Linked DNA regions of Rattus norvegicus: region 1 is linked to region 2. Evidence: chromatin contacts called from public Hi-C data. All regions are on one chromosome and are shown on one strand. The core of a region is the stretch at or near the end of the contact, and the rest is flanking DNA. Distances in the headings are between cores, read along the strand shown.

Evidence for each region. A called contact is a pair of places that touch in the nucleus more often than the background predicts.
Region 1: a Hi-C map of Schwann cells shows a contact between it and region 2, with 10 times the contacts expected there. The contact joins the promoter of Amigo3 here to the promoter of Mst1r in region 2. A contact is called at or near these places in 12 of 12 Hi-C or Micro-C datasets (the A7r5 cell line, the Rat2 cell line, Schwann cells and 7 more).

Annotation. Positions count from the first base shown.
Region 1 is chr8:117,619,065-117,625,094 of GRCr8, reverse strand. It overlaps Amigo3 (adhesion molecule with Ig like domain 3), which reads right to left and starts at 4,596. Exons shown (of 1, transcript NM_178144.1): 1 at 3,070-4,596. The coding sequence starts at 4,596. The coding sequence ends at 3,070. Rnf123 (ring finger protein 123) reads left to right here. Exons shown (of 39, transcript NM_001191580.1): 32 at 996-1,135; 33 at 1,232-1,420; 34 at 1,510-1,585; 35 at 1,811-1,895; 36 at 5,390-5,532; 37 at 5,663-5,757; 38 at 5,850-5,935; 39 at 6,015-6,030. It also overlaps a transcript of Gmppb not described here.
Region 2 is chr8:117,474,575-117,480,490 of GRCr8, reverse strand. Mst1r (macrophage stimulating 1 receptor) reads right to left here and starts at 4,523. Exons shown (of 20, transcript NM_001412199.2): 1 at 3,050-4,523. The coding sequence starts at 4,285.

The DNA.
Region 1 (6,030 bases), core at 3,347-5,846, 140 kb before region 2:
GTTCCCTTTGGGCTGGTAGTGAAGGGTTAACAATGGAAGGACCCCTTCAGCTTGGCGGAAACTCATAGTGGGTAGGGACATATTTTATTCACTCCCCTCTGCCTGCCTCTTTACTCCCAGCCATATCCCTGAAGTGTTTCTTCCTTCTTTGTTATCTTCTGGCCTTGGACCTTTGATTCAAGAGGGGGCACAAGCTAGAAACTGATCAGGACGCAGAGGGGGCATAGATGTGGCTAAGAACAGAGGCTCTCAAAGTGTCCTTAGCCCAAGGGCCTTCACCGGGTGCTGTGTAGCTTGCAGAGAGGGCTCATCACACTCCTTGCAGCCAGTGTCTTGGTCTCTGCATGTTTCCAGAGAGGTCAAAAGTCTTGTGCAGACTCACACAGCAAATCCTTCCTTGCTGAATACCCTCACCTGGACTCTAGGATGGACCTGAGCTGCAAGGGGGGAGGGGCAATGGGCCCCGATACCATCCCTGTGTGCAGGAACTATTGATTTGCATCAGAGGGTTGGAGAGGTATGTCGGGCCAGCTGCAGCGGAGAGCTCTGGTTACTGCTGCCCTTCCAGCCCAGACTTGGCGCTCAACACCTAAGCCAAATGCCAAGGCCAGACCAAGGGCAGCAGAGGACAGCAGGGCAGGGTCTGGGCTCTTTATGAAGCCAGCCTTGACACTAGTGCGAACAGTCAGGGTTGTCTTGTCTATATCTGACATCTGCCCGACAGGCATGTGATTCAGAACGTGCTTCAGGCCAGGCCCGCAGCTCTCGGCCCATGGGGTATGACAGTATTGGAAACACCTGCAGCTTTTGGCTTGCCCAGCAAGAGGGAGACACACTTGCTCCTAAACTCTCAAGCCAAACTGTGCCGTTCCTCGGCCTTCGTGATCTGAATATTCTTAGGCAGTCATCATTTTGTTCTTAAAGCAGTGGTCCAGGAGGACAGGCAGGAGTCCTGTCGTGGAGTCCCTGGTCACACTGCTTTCCTCTGTCCCCAGAGCCCTGCCCTTCAACCTTGCTACAGCAGCACATGGCAGACCTTCTGCGACAAGGTTCTGATGTGGCACCAAGCTTCCTCAACAGCGTCCTTAACCAGCTCAACTGGGCCTTCTCTGAGTTCATCGGCATGATCCAGGAGGTGGGCTGTGGTGGGGAGGGGTGGGCAGAGACCGAGGCACACCAGTGCTGCAAAGCCTCTCTCTGATTGCTACCTGGCTGCCTGTTGGTGGTTTAGATTCAACAGGCTGCTGAACGCCTAGAGCGAAACTTTGTGGACAGCCGGCAGCTCAAGGTCTGTGCCACCTGCTTCGACCTGTCAGTCAGCTTGCTGCGCGTCTTGGAAATGACCATCACACTGGTCCCTGAAATCTTCCTTGACTGGTCCCGCCCTACCTCTGAGATGCTGCTTCGGCGTCTTGCACAGGTGTGTCCATCTGGACGAGGAGGGAAGGACCCCGGGGATAACTCAGGTGGTGCACTTGCCCACCCACCAATAGGCTTCTGCCCTCACAGCTGCTGAACCAGGTGCTGAACCGGGTGACAGCTGAGAGGAACCTGTTTGACCGTGTAGTCACGCTGCGGCTACCTGGTAAGGATCTAGGTGCCCTGCACCTCAGCACACCAAGGCCTTAGCTTCTCTGCCAGGAGCCTGTGCTAGATTCTCCATTCAGCACCAGGACATCCATGCTGTGCACTCCCAGCCTCAGCTTGCCTTAAGTAGGAAAAACAGTGGGAAAGGCCAGTGGTATCAGCCAGGCCTGAAGCCTCTGCCACAGAACCAACATAAGTGGTTAATCTTCCTTCCCTCCCTTAGGGCTGGAGAGTGTGGACCACTACCCTATCTTGGTGGCAGTGACCGGCATCCTGGTACGCCTCCTGGCACACGGTCCATCCTCAGAGTGAGTACTGGGGACTGTTGGCTCTCGTGGGAACTGGGTGTGCACTTTGAGGAGGGGCTGATAGGGCAGAGCCTCATGGTACCCAATTGTCTCAAAATCAGAATCAATTTTGGGACCCTGAGGCAAGGAATACCAGGTGATGTGTAAACTGCTTTAACAGGCGTCAACATCAACTGCCCGTGGCTGGGTGGGAGGTCTTAGCTTTCAGCCACGCCTCCTGCAGGGGGCATAAATCCCCAAACTTGGAAGATGTGCTATTCTCTAATGGTCAGGGCCATCCTGCTGGATCAAGAGCTGAGCACACAAAGCTACCGACCTGGGAAAGCCCAGCAGTGAGCATGAACCACTTTTATTACAAAACGCCTTAGCAGTCATCTAGGACAGGGCTGTCAGCTCATCGTGGGAGAGGCTCAGACCATCTTCACCACCTGCAGTGGGAGTGCCAGAGGCATGGACTGAGGGTTCTGTTTAGCCATTAGGTTGAGTGCCAGTCCTTGCGAGGCCTCTGCTCTCCAGAGCCAGACGCGTCACCTATCTGTGCTTTTTCCTGCTGGGTTATGAGCCCAAGGGACTGGATCTGCCTCTGGCTGAAGACAGCAGGGCTACTCCTGCAGGGGCATCCTGTAGGAGGGATGCATGCCCAGCAGACTCCACAGGAGACTTTCAGCCTCCAGGAGGCCGGAGGCAGTAGACTGGGTCCTCTTCAGAAGGTAGAGGGCTCATTTCCTCCTTCTGTCATAGAGTGGGAGCTGGGTCTCCTGAACTGCCATCTCCTGCCTTGGGCGGGGTGGGGCGGGGCAGTGTATGTTTGACTTTTCCATACCATACCACACCCTGATGTCTGCATTAACTCCTGGGGGTGGTCCCAAGACTCTGATACAAGGGCTCTCACCAGATTGGCTTGGTCTATAATCATAATGGGACATTTGGCCACTCTGAGGTCCTAGGGGAAGCAGGCTGTAGTAGTCTGAGGCCTTGTCCTGAGCTAGGCAGAGCAAGAAGCAAGTGAGGGGGTCTCAACCCCTTTACCAGTGAGAAGAACTGTTCCAGTACAGATCACATGCAGTTGTGGAACCAGGCACAGTACGTCCCAGCAGCATGCCAGTTCTCTAGACCGCAGCAGCAACGGCAAGCAGCAGGAGGTCTATGGCCTGCGTGGGGACTCCCAGGCAGTCTAGCTCATCATGAGACCCTCTGAGCCTGTGGAACTGGCTGACTCAGAGCCAGCCTTGAGTTGCAAGCCCATGGGGTTGCACAGATCAAAGTCTTCAGCTACTGCTAGCTGCACACGGCCATTGAGGCCTTTCTTGCCCGGCTCCAGGAAGGCCACATGCTTGTGGACGCTGGCCTTGCGGCTGGGTGCATCTGGCGGTGTAGTGCTGAGCACCGAGGACTGTGCACTCAGCTCCTGGAGTGGACTGGATGCCCGGGGCCAGCAACGGTTGCGGCAGGCCCGCCGACAACAGCGACAGCAGCCACGACAGGGTGGTGCAAACAGGTAGAGCAGCACCAGCACCAGGCCCACGATACAGCCCAGCAGTGTGGTGAAGCCCGTGTTGAAAGCCTCCGGCTCGGGGCGAGGCTTATGTACACTCACATTGTACTCAAGCGTCTGGTTGTGGTGCAGGCGGGGCCCACTTGCCAGGCACACAAAGAGGCCTGCGTGCTGTTCTTGCACCCTGCCTATGGCTAAGCTGCCATCCGCCAACACAGCAATGCTGCCATCCTGGGAGCCTGGCGCGACCAGCAGCTCGTTTTTCGGGGAAACCCAGGCCACTCGTGCAGCAGGCACTGTGGTGTTGCAGAAGAGCCTCAGGGACTGGCCCACGTGTGTGTGCAGCTCTTCCTCGGGCAGCTCTAAGCCTGGAGCTGCAGCCACTGAGCAGTTCTTGAAGACCCGGCTGTGCTCGAAGAAGCGCACTCGGGATTCTGCCACCTTAAAGGCCAAGCATGTGTACTCACGTTCAAAGTCGTGCAGAGCACTTAGGCCCCGCTGGTGCCAGCGCCGGAGCAGGTGGTAGAGGCTGCAGTCGCAGGGCAGTGGGTTGTTGTGCAAGTAGAGCCGATTCTTGAGGAAAGTGGGCAGTGCAGCCAGTTCAGGGACGGAGACATGGCCCAGCCAGTTGGAGGAGAGGTCTAGAGTGCGTAGGCGGGTTAACCCCAGGCCGTGCAGGTGGTTGAAAGAGAAAGAGGAGAGTTCGTTGCAGCTGAGATAGAGGTGGCTGAGCATGCTCAGGCCCTGGAAAGCATCCAGGTCCAAGTGCATCAGGCGGTTATTGAACAGAAGTAACTTCTCCAGCTCCTCCAGTCCATCCAGGTCATAGGTACGGAGTCTCCTCAGCAGGTTAGAGGACAGATCGAGTATCCTCAGCCCACTGGCGTTAGTGAACACACCGCGGCCCAGGACATCCAACTTATTGTAGCCTAGGTACAAGGCACGCAGCCGGGAGAGGGGCGCCAGCCATCCTGGGTGCAGGCGTTTGAGTGCATTGTGGCTCAAATCAAGTTCTGCAGCAGTGGCAGGCAGTGCTGCCGGCAAGTCCTGTAACCCACGGCCCGCACAGCTCAACACATCGGCAGCACAGACACATTTATTGGGGCAGTTGTGGGGATCAGGGGGCAGAACACCCTCCAAATCTGAAGTGCCTGATCCAGCCCCCAACATGCACAGTAGTAGACCCAGTAGCACCAACCAGGCCATGGCAGTGACCACCAGAGAGGAGATGGGGACAGCTCAGTGCAGGTCAGTAGCTCCAAGACTCACCTACTTCTATACAGGCTGATCGTGGTTCCCTATGGCCCATTGCTTGAGAGGCACAATGCTGGCTCCACCTGCCCAGCCTGGCTTCTCCTGCTCTTCTGGTCTGGGGTTGTGAGGTGGGGCTGCAGCCCTTCTAGCTCCGCTAGCTTCTCCAAGAGCTTTCTGACTGGATCCTAAGTACTAGCTAGGAAATGACCGCTCAGGGGCGGGGACCCAAGTTCCCATTGGCTCCTGCTGTTAAGGGGTGGAGCAGCCATGTCCCTTGGCACTTGAGAAGCCAGTGTGACCAGCAGAGGGCTCCAGTGTCCCAGTTTGCTTGAATGGAAGCCTGACTTCCCTCTTGAAGAGCAGAAGGACTTAGGGGAGAATGTCTTCAGTTCTTGAAGGATTAGATTAGTGTATAATGGGGTAGGTGGAATCCTCACCCCTCCCCTTAGGTTTCCTTATTTGTGTGTACGTGGGTGCTCATGCAGAAGTCCGACAACTTGTGAGTGGTTTTTCTCCTATTCTGGGGAATCAGATTCAACTTGTCATATTTGGTAGCAAGCACCTTTCTCTTTAGACTGATATACAGGTCATGTGGGACCCAGAACTTGAAAGGGTTGGTAAGCAGTAAGGTGGGAAGAATGAAGGCATAATAATGAGACCCCTGGGGGGTCTCCTCTCCCCACATGGAGATAATTTCCATATAGGCTCAAAGCCTTCCTAACACCCATGCGCCCTCCCTATCCAGGACAGAGCAAGCCACATCTGTGCTCCTGGCTGATCCCTGCTTCCAGCTCCGCTCTATACGCTATCTCCTGGGGCAGCCAGAGCCCCTAGCACCTGGCTCCGCCTTGCCTGCCCCTGACCGGAAACGCTTCTCTCTACAGAGCTGTAAGTGGACCAGGGGTGGGTCAGGAAAGAGTTGCAGGATCCTCAATAGCAAATTCCCTGTCTGGGAGTATTCAAGAGGCACTGAGTTCTAGGACTACGGGGGTCCTAATTCTACCCACTACTAATCCAGATGCAGATTACATCAGTGCTGAGGAGCTGGCCCAGGTGGAACGGATGCTGGCTCACCTGACCGCGGCATCGGCCCAGGCAGCAGCTGCCTCCCTGGTGAGTGGGCATAAGAGGGGTACATGTCATGTTAATAATCTGTAAACACCAGGACAGGTGTGAGCAACCGGCCCCAACTCTTCACCCTGTAGCCCACCAATGAGGAGGACCTCTGCCCAATCTGCTATGCCCACCCCATCTCTGCTGTGTTCCAGCCTTGTGGTCACAAATCCTGCAAGTAAGTGGGCCCCATGGAGACAAATAGGTGGGGAGGCATGTGAGGACACACGGTAGCACTCCTCCCCTCCCCTCTGTAGAGCCTGCATCAACCAG
Region 2 (5,916 bases), core at 3,274-5,773:
AACATACCAGGCCCTGTGACCTGGATGGCAAGTTAAGCCTCAGAAGTTTGGAAAACACACATCTCTCCCTGGCTTTTAGCCAGGAGTGTTGGGGGAGGGGCTGTAAATTCTTAGGACAGAATTGTGAATAGTCCTGGGCAAGTAGGAAGCCAGTGTTATGTATTTAAGATGCTGGGGCTGGGTTAGACAAACAAGAAGGGCCAGGAGAGCCCTAGGTGTTAAGAACCTCCTTCAGGTCACACAGATTTAACCCATTCCTGGACCTCAGTAATAAGCAGGACCTGGGAGAGGGAGGGGCAAGAGGAAGTAATATCGAGTCTAGACGCCCGACCCGATCTGGGTCTATATCCTGCTTGGGTGGGGACTGGAACCTTGTCATAACTTGAGAAGGAAAGGGGCCTGGCCCCAGCCACCGGAAGCTTGCCAACTGTTTTCACCGTGACTCAGGCACAGGTGGGGCTCTGGTGTTAAGGAGGCGGTAGCTCAGGTAAGCCCACGCTCCTGCTTGCTTGCCTCTATACCCTGGGGTCTTCAATTTGGGTCCTAAGATTGATTAAGGTCCTTATCCCTGAAAACAGTTGCCTTAAGTGTCCCGCTCCTCAGAGTTGCTCCACACTTAATCTGAATCCATGCAGCCAGATACTAGTCTTTAGATCAACCATTCTGCACACACACACAGGCTGGTACAACCGTGGTTTGTTACTCACTGGACAAACGCTGATTTACATATCTCTGGAAACTTGGCATACCTCCACACCTAGGGCCCATAGGCAGGGCCTAAGATTAGTCCTCCTGGTGCCTGGCACTATGCAGTCGTGATCCTCTCGCCACTAGTTAAGTTGGGAGAGGTTCTGATTTCCTGTCTAGGTTCAGTCCAAATGTTCTTACTCATAGGTCTTCTCAACCTAAATATACTCTGCTGAGGGTAAGGGGCTAAGGATGCCCCACCTCAAGGCTGGGATGTTGCTCAGCGGTTGAACACTTCTATATTCAAGGCCATGGGTTTAATATTTAGTAATAAAAAAAAAAAGAGAGACTGGGGCTGGAGAGATGGCTCAGTGGTTAAGAGCACTGACTGCTCTTCCAGAGGTCCTGAGTTCAATTCCCAGCAACCCACATGGTGGCTCACAACCATCTGTAATGAGATCTGATGTCCTCTTCTGGTGTGTCTGAGGATAGCTACAGTGTACTCATGCACATTAAATAAATATTAAAAAAAAAAAAGAGAGAGAGAGAGAGAGACTGATTTACACCAGGCCTGGTGTTGCCTGTGATACCAGCATTTGAGAGATGGAAGCAGGAAAATCTTGAGTTCAAGGGCAACTTCAAGGCTAGCTTTAGCTATATAGCAAATCCTGTCTCAAAAAACAAAAACGTACAACAACAACAACAACAAAAGCTGAAGATAATACCCTGTGGTAGAGGCTTAGCGTGTGTGAGGCCCTGGATTTGGTCTTTTAAGTTCTAAAGAAAAATGACTTTTCACTGCAACACTGGCCGTAAATTTTACAGCCCCACTAATGGAAGCTGGAAACGAATGAGTCAAGGGTATCGCAGCCATGGCCAGGCTGTGGCACAGGCCCAAGAACCTCACTCCTCCAGAGGCTGAAGCAGGAGGATTAAAAGTTTGAGAATGGATTGGGCTTAGAGAATGAGTTCAAGGCCAGCCTGGGTGACTTTAGTGAGACTGTTTCAAAATTAAAAATTATAAAGGCAGAGAGGAGAGGGGGTGGAGATGTAGCTCAGTGGGAGAGCATTTGACCAGCAGGTGAGAGGCACTCCTAGTATGGCCAATAGGGTTGTTGGGGGCAGACGGTGTGTGTGTGTGTGTGTGTGTGTGTGTGTGTGTGTGTGTGTGTGTGTGTGTGTGTGTTGGTGGTGGGGAAACAAAAACTTGTCACAGCAGAACCAAGGGTCCCTAGTTCCTAGTATGGCCAATAGGGGTGTTGGGGGCAGACGGGTGTATGTGTGTGTGTGTGTGTGGTGGGGAAACAAAAACTTGTCACAGCAGAACCAAGGGTGGCCAGAGACTCCAAGAATGTGACTGTGAGCTAGATCATCAGAAGGTCCCGCTCATCCAAAGCTCCATTCAACTTCTTCCATTAACCTTTCAATAGTCTTAGGTGATACTATCTGAATGGCTTCAAGGAGGTAGTTTTCATTAAGCCCTTAGCCCCTCAAAGTAGCATTTTAAAGACATTCTGTTTACTGTTTGTTTCTTCTGTTCTTTCCTGACTTGCTACACAACCAGCCAAGAGACCTCCTACCTGGGGCAGGGACTTGGCTACAGTGACAAAAGTCTGGGGTGGACTGACTCCAACTGTCTCCTCCCACGCCTTTATTCATCCTCAATTACTTATCGTTGCTTGCATAAGACTGGGGTGAGGCTTCCCAGAACTTTCTAGTGCCAAGCTAAAATGGTCTTTCCACTATGTCCCAGACTTTTCCTGTAATGACTGTGTGGAGAATGGGTTAATGAACCACAGATCATACTGGCTCCCTAACAAGCCCTCAGACTTCCAGGGCTCCCTGGAATCCTATGGGGGTATGTGTGCGAGGAGGAGTTCTCTGGCAACCCTGCTAAGCCCTCTCTGCAAAGCAGAGCAAAACAGTACCTTCCCAGGAAAGTGAAACTGTGTTGTCAAGCAGCTGTGAACAGTTGTGTTCCTGAGACTCTGCCAATGTGTTTTTGGCTTTGTATATATTTTTCTCTGCGTCCCTGAGGGCCTGGGAGGTGGACAGGTTGGAGGGGATGCCTATCCTTTAACCTGGGATTTGGAAATTGTGCTGGCAGAGGTAACTGATGTAAGCTCCTCCTCACACAACCACGGAAACCACCTTAAAGAGTCAGGTGGCAGGAAGGGTGACAGCAAACTGAAGCAATAGGGATCAGCCTCCTGCACTGGGCAAGCTTCCGGGATGGCTGTTAATTCGTGTGCCTTACCCCACTGCCTTCTCCCACCCAGGCCCTTTCAGAGACAGCAAGGAAATGACCTGTATTCAGCCCCACAGGGTACTCACAGGTCAGGGGCCCGCTCTTTCTGCTCACCGGATTAGGACAAAAACTAGGCGTCTGGAAGAAGTCAAGGCCTCTCCTCCTCGTCAAGAGAGAAGAATTAGAAGGGTGACAGCAACGTTCTACCCCCTCTTCAATCAGGTTGTCCAGGTGGTTAATGGGGAAGGCACACACAACAGAGTTGGGGCCAGAGCTACTGTCCTTGACAGCCACAAAAACCCCAAAAAGCACTTCCTGGCCCTCTGAAATGCTCAGGTCCAAAGCCAGTTTGGCGTCCACTGGAGCAGAGTGGGCTGCCTGAAGCACTTGGTAGGCCTGTAGACTCTTTGGGGCTCCACTGCGTCGACGGCGTTTAGGTGCAAAGTGACAGTCCAAGACCAGCTCCCGGTAGTCACCAATCTCTGGCTCTATAGCATTGAGCCGGACCAGACGCGTTTGCAAGGCACTGGGAGGGCTTCTGACATCCATGGGTTGTACAGTCAGAAAGTAGACAAAGTCTCCTGAGTGGAAGCTATGAACGTATTTGATGAGGTAGGAGGCCAAATATTTGGGCAGCACAGACAGCGACGGAAAACCTGGTTGGAATCCAGACGTATCAGACTTTAAACGACGGATGGACACTGAGCGTGGGCTAAAGCTAGCGGCCAACTCTGGGTCTAGTGAAGATGCCACATAGAAGTAGGAAGCATGGCCCTGCTCCACCACGGTCACACGAGTGCCCAGGTGGCTAGCTACACAGTCAGTGCAGGCCTCAGGCTTGTTATTGCTTGCTGAGAAGAGGCAGGCTGGAGCTGCTAAGTGCAAGGCTTCCCCCTGAGGCTCCAGCTCATGCAGGAAGCAGCGGCCCTGTAGGGTTGAGCCGCAGCTGACCAAGGCTGGCAAACCCGGCTCCATCACTAGCACCAATGTGTCTGTGTCGTTTGGTGGTCCATGAGGGCCTGGACCACAGCTCGCACAAGTCTGGCAGCCAGGGTCCCCAATAGGGCCAGTGGTCAGGCTCTCTATATACTGCAGGTCAGGCCCAAGCACGTGCAGGCGATTGCGTATGGCCACAAACACCGCACTATTTTTACTGTCCTCGTAGACTGCCGTGGCCTGTACCCGGCCTCCCGCGGAGAAACTGGGGACCACGTACTTAACACTGAAGTCTCGGGAGGCTGCGAAGGGTATTCGTGGGCACTGCCAGTCCAGGTTGGTAGACGCCTCCGGCAACCGCAAAAGAAGCATCAGCAGTAGAGAGGCCTGTAGCAGCGGCAGAAGCAGCCCCATTGAGCTGGGGCCTCTTGGGAATCCCAGAAGGTCCAGGACTTGATTGAACCAGACTCTGGGTCCGAGCTGAGACCAGCGTTAAGCAGCGGCACTGAAAGCTCCTTGGCAGCTGACCCACTGCCCTGGTCCCTGGCAAACCCAACTTTTCTCTCTGCCCTGTGGTCTGAGCACCTGGCTGTGGACTCACGGGCACGACAATGGCACGATCACTTCACCTGGGGCCCCAGCTGCTGCTTCTAGCTGCCGCTGCCGCAGCTACTTGGATCAAAGTCGAAGAGAGGTGGGCCCTGTGGGTGCGGCAGGATTGGGGGTGGGGCTAGGGCGGAGCCCTGTTGGAGGCCCTGCTTTCTTTCCAGCTCCGTCTGACTCTTTTCAGCTGTGAGAAGGCTGTTGTAGTGACTAGGGAAGGGGTATTCCTACACCATCCTATTCCCCCATAATCCACCTGGTTGAGGTTAGAACGCTGCAGGACAATCTGGCTCCTTGAACACCGTCAGGCACCAGTCCATCATGTGGGGAACGGAGACCAGGAATACACAAGACAGAGTGATGTGGGGGGCTCCAAAAAGGAAATCATCTTTCCATGTGCCCATTTTTGAGACGTGTCAGGGGAAGGTGTGTTGTGTTCTGTCTGCCAAGAGCCATAGGGTTAATGGAGTCTGACACACACTCCGCCCCCTTTCCCGGGGAGGGGAGGGCATAATAGTTAGAGGCAACTTCTGTGAAGACCTAGCCCTCTGGCTCTAATCCTGTCACTGTGGCCCCAGGATGTGAAAATCGTATATAAGACAGGAGGGGAGGGTGACGGTGGTAAATGCCTCTCCTCCAGTGTCCCCATATGGGAGAGGGCACCTCTATGATTTCCAGGACACCTCTGATCTGCTCCGAACCCTGCTTTGTGGGCACGATGTCTCTGAAACGAGATGTAGTTCTAGTTGGTTGGAATTCAGAGCCCCGGGGTTGGGGATTTAGCTCAGTGGTAGAGCGCTCGCCTAGGAATTCAGAGCCCTCTTTCCAGGATGGGTTAGTGAGAGAGTCTCCCTTACTTGGGCCTCAGCCGCTGTCTGGTGGCAAGAGGACCTTCTTAATACCTGAGGAGGAAGAGGTATTCTTAGCCAGGCAGCTTCCTTAGTTAGTGAACCTGGGCTCGAGAGGACTCTTCACAGGGTGGCCATAGGCAGTTGTGAGTCCCAGGGTAGCAGAGGACAAGAGAGCTGGGGAGGGAGGAGTTTAACAGGATTCAGTCTGGCCTGGGGAATTCTACCTTTTCTACTCCCCACCCAGGACAAACTTCACCGCCTCCTTCCCCTTTCTAACATGGCCTTAGTGAATGCCTCATCTCCCCTTCGTCCTGTCAGAGTTGAGATGGTATTATCCTAGGATGACTATTTTTTGTTTGTTTTGTTTTGTTATTTAGAGACAGAGTTTCTCTGTGCAGTCCTGGCTGTCTTGGAGCTCACTTTGTAGACCAGACTGGCCTCGAACTCAGAGATCCACCTGCTTCAGCCTTCCAAGTAGGACTAAAGGTGTGTGCCATCGTGGCCAGCTTCTTTTTTTTTTTTTTTTAAGATTTATTTATTATATATCAGTACACTGTTGCTGCCCTCAGACACACCAGAAGAGGGCATGAG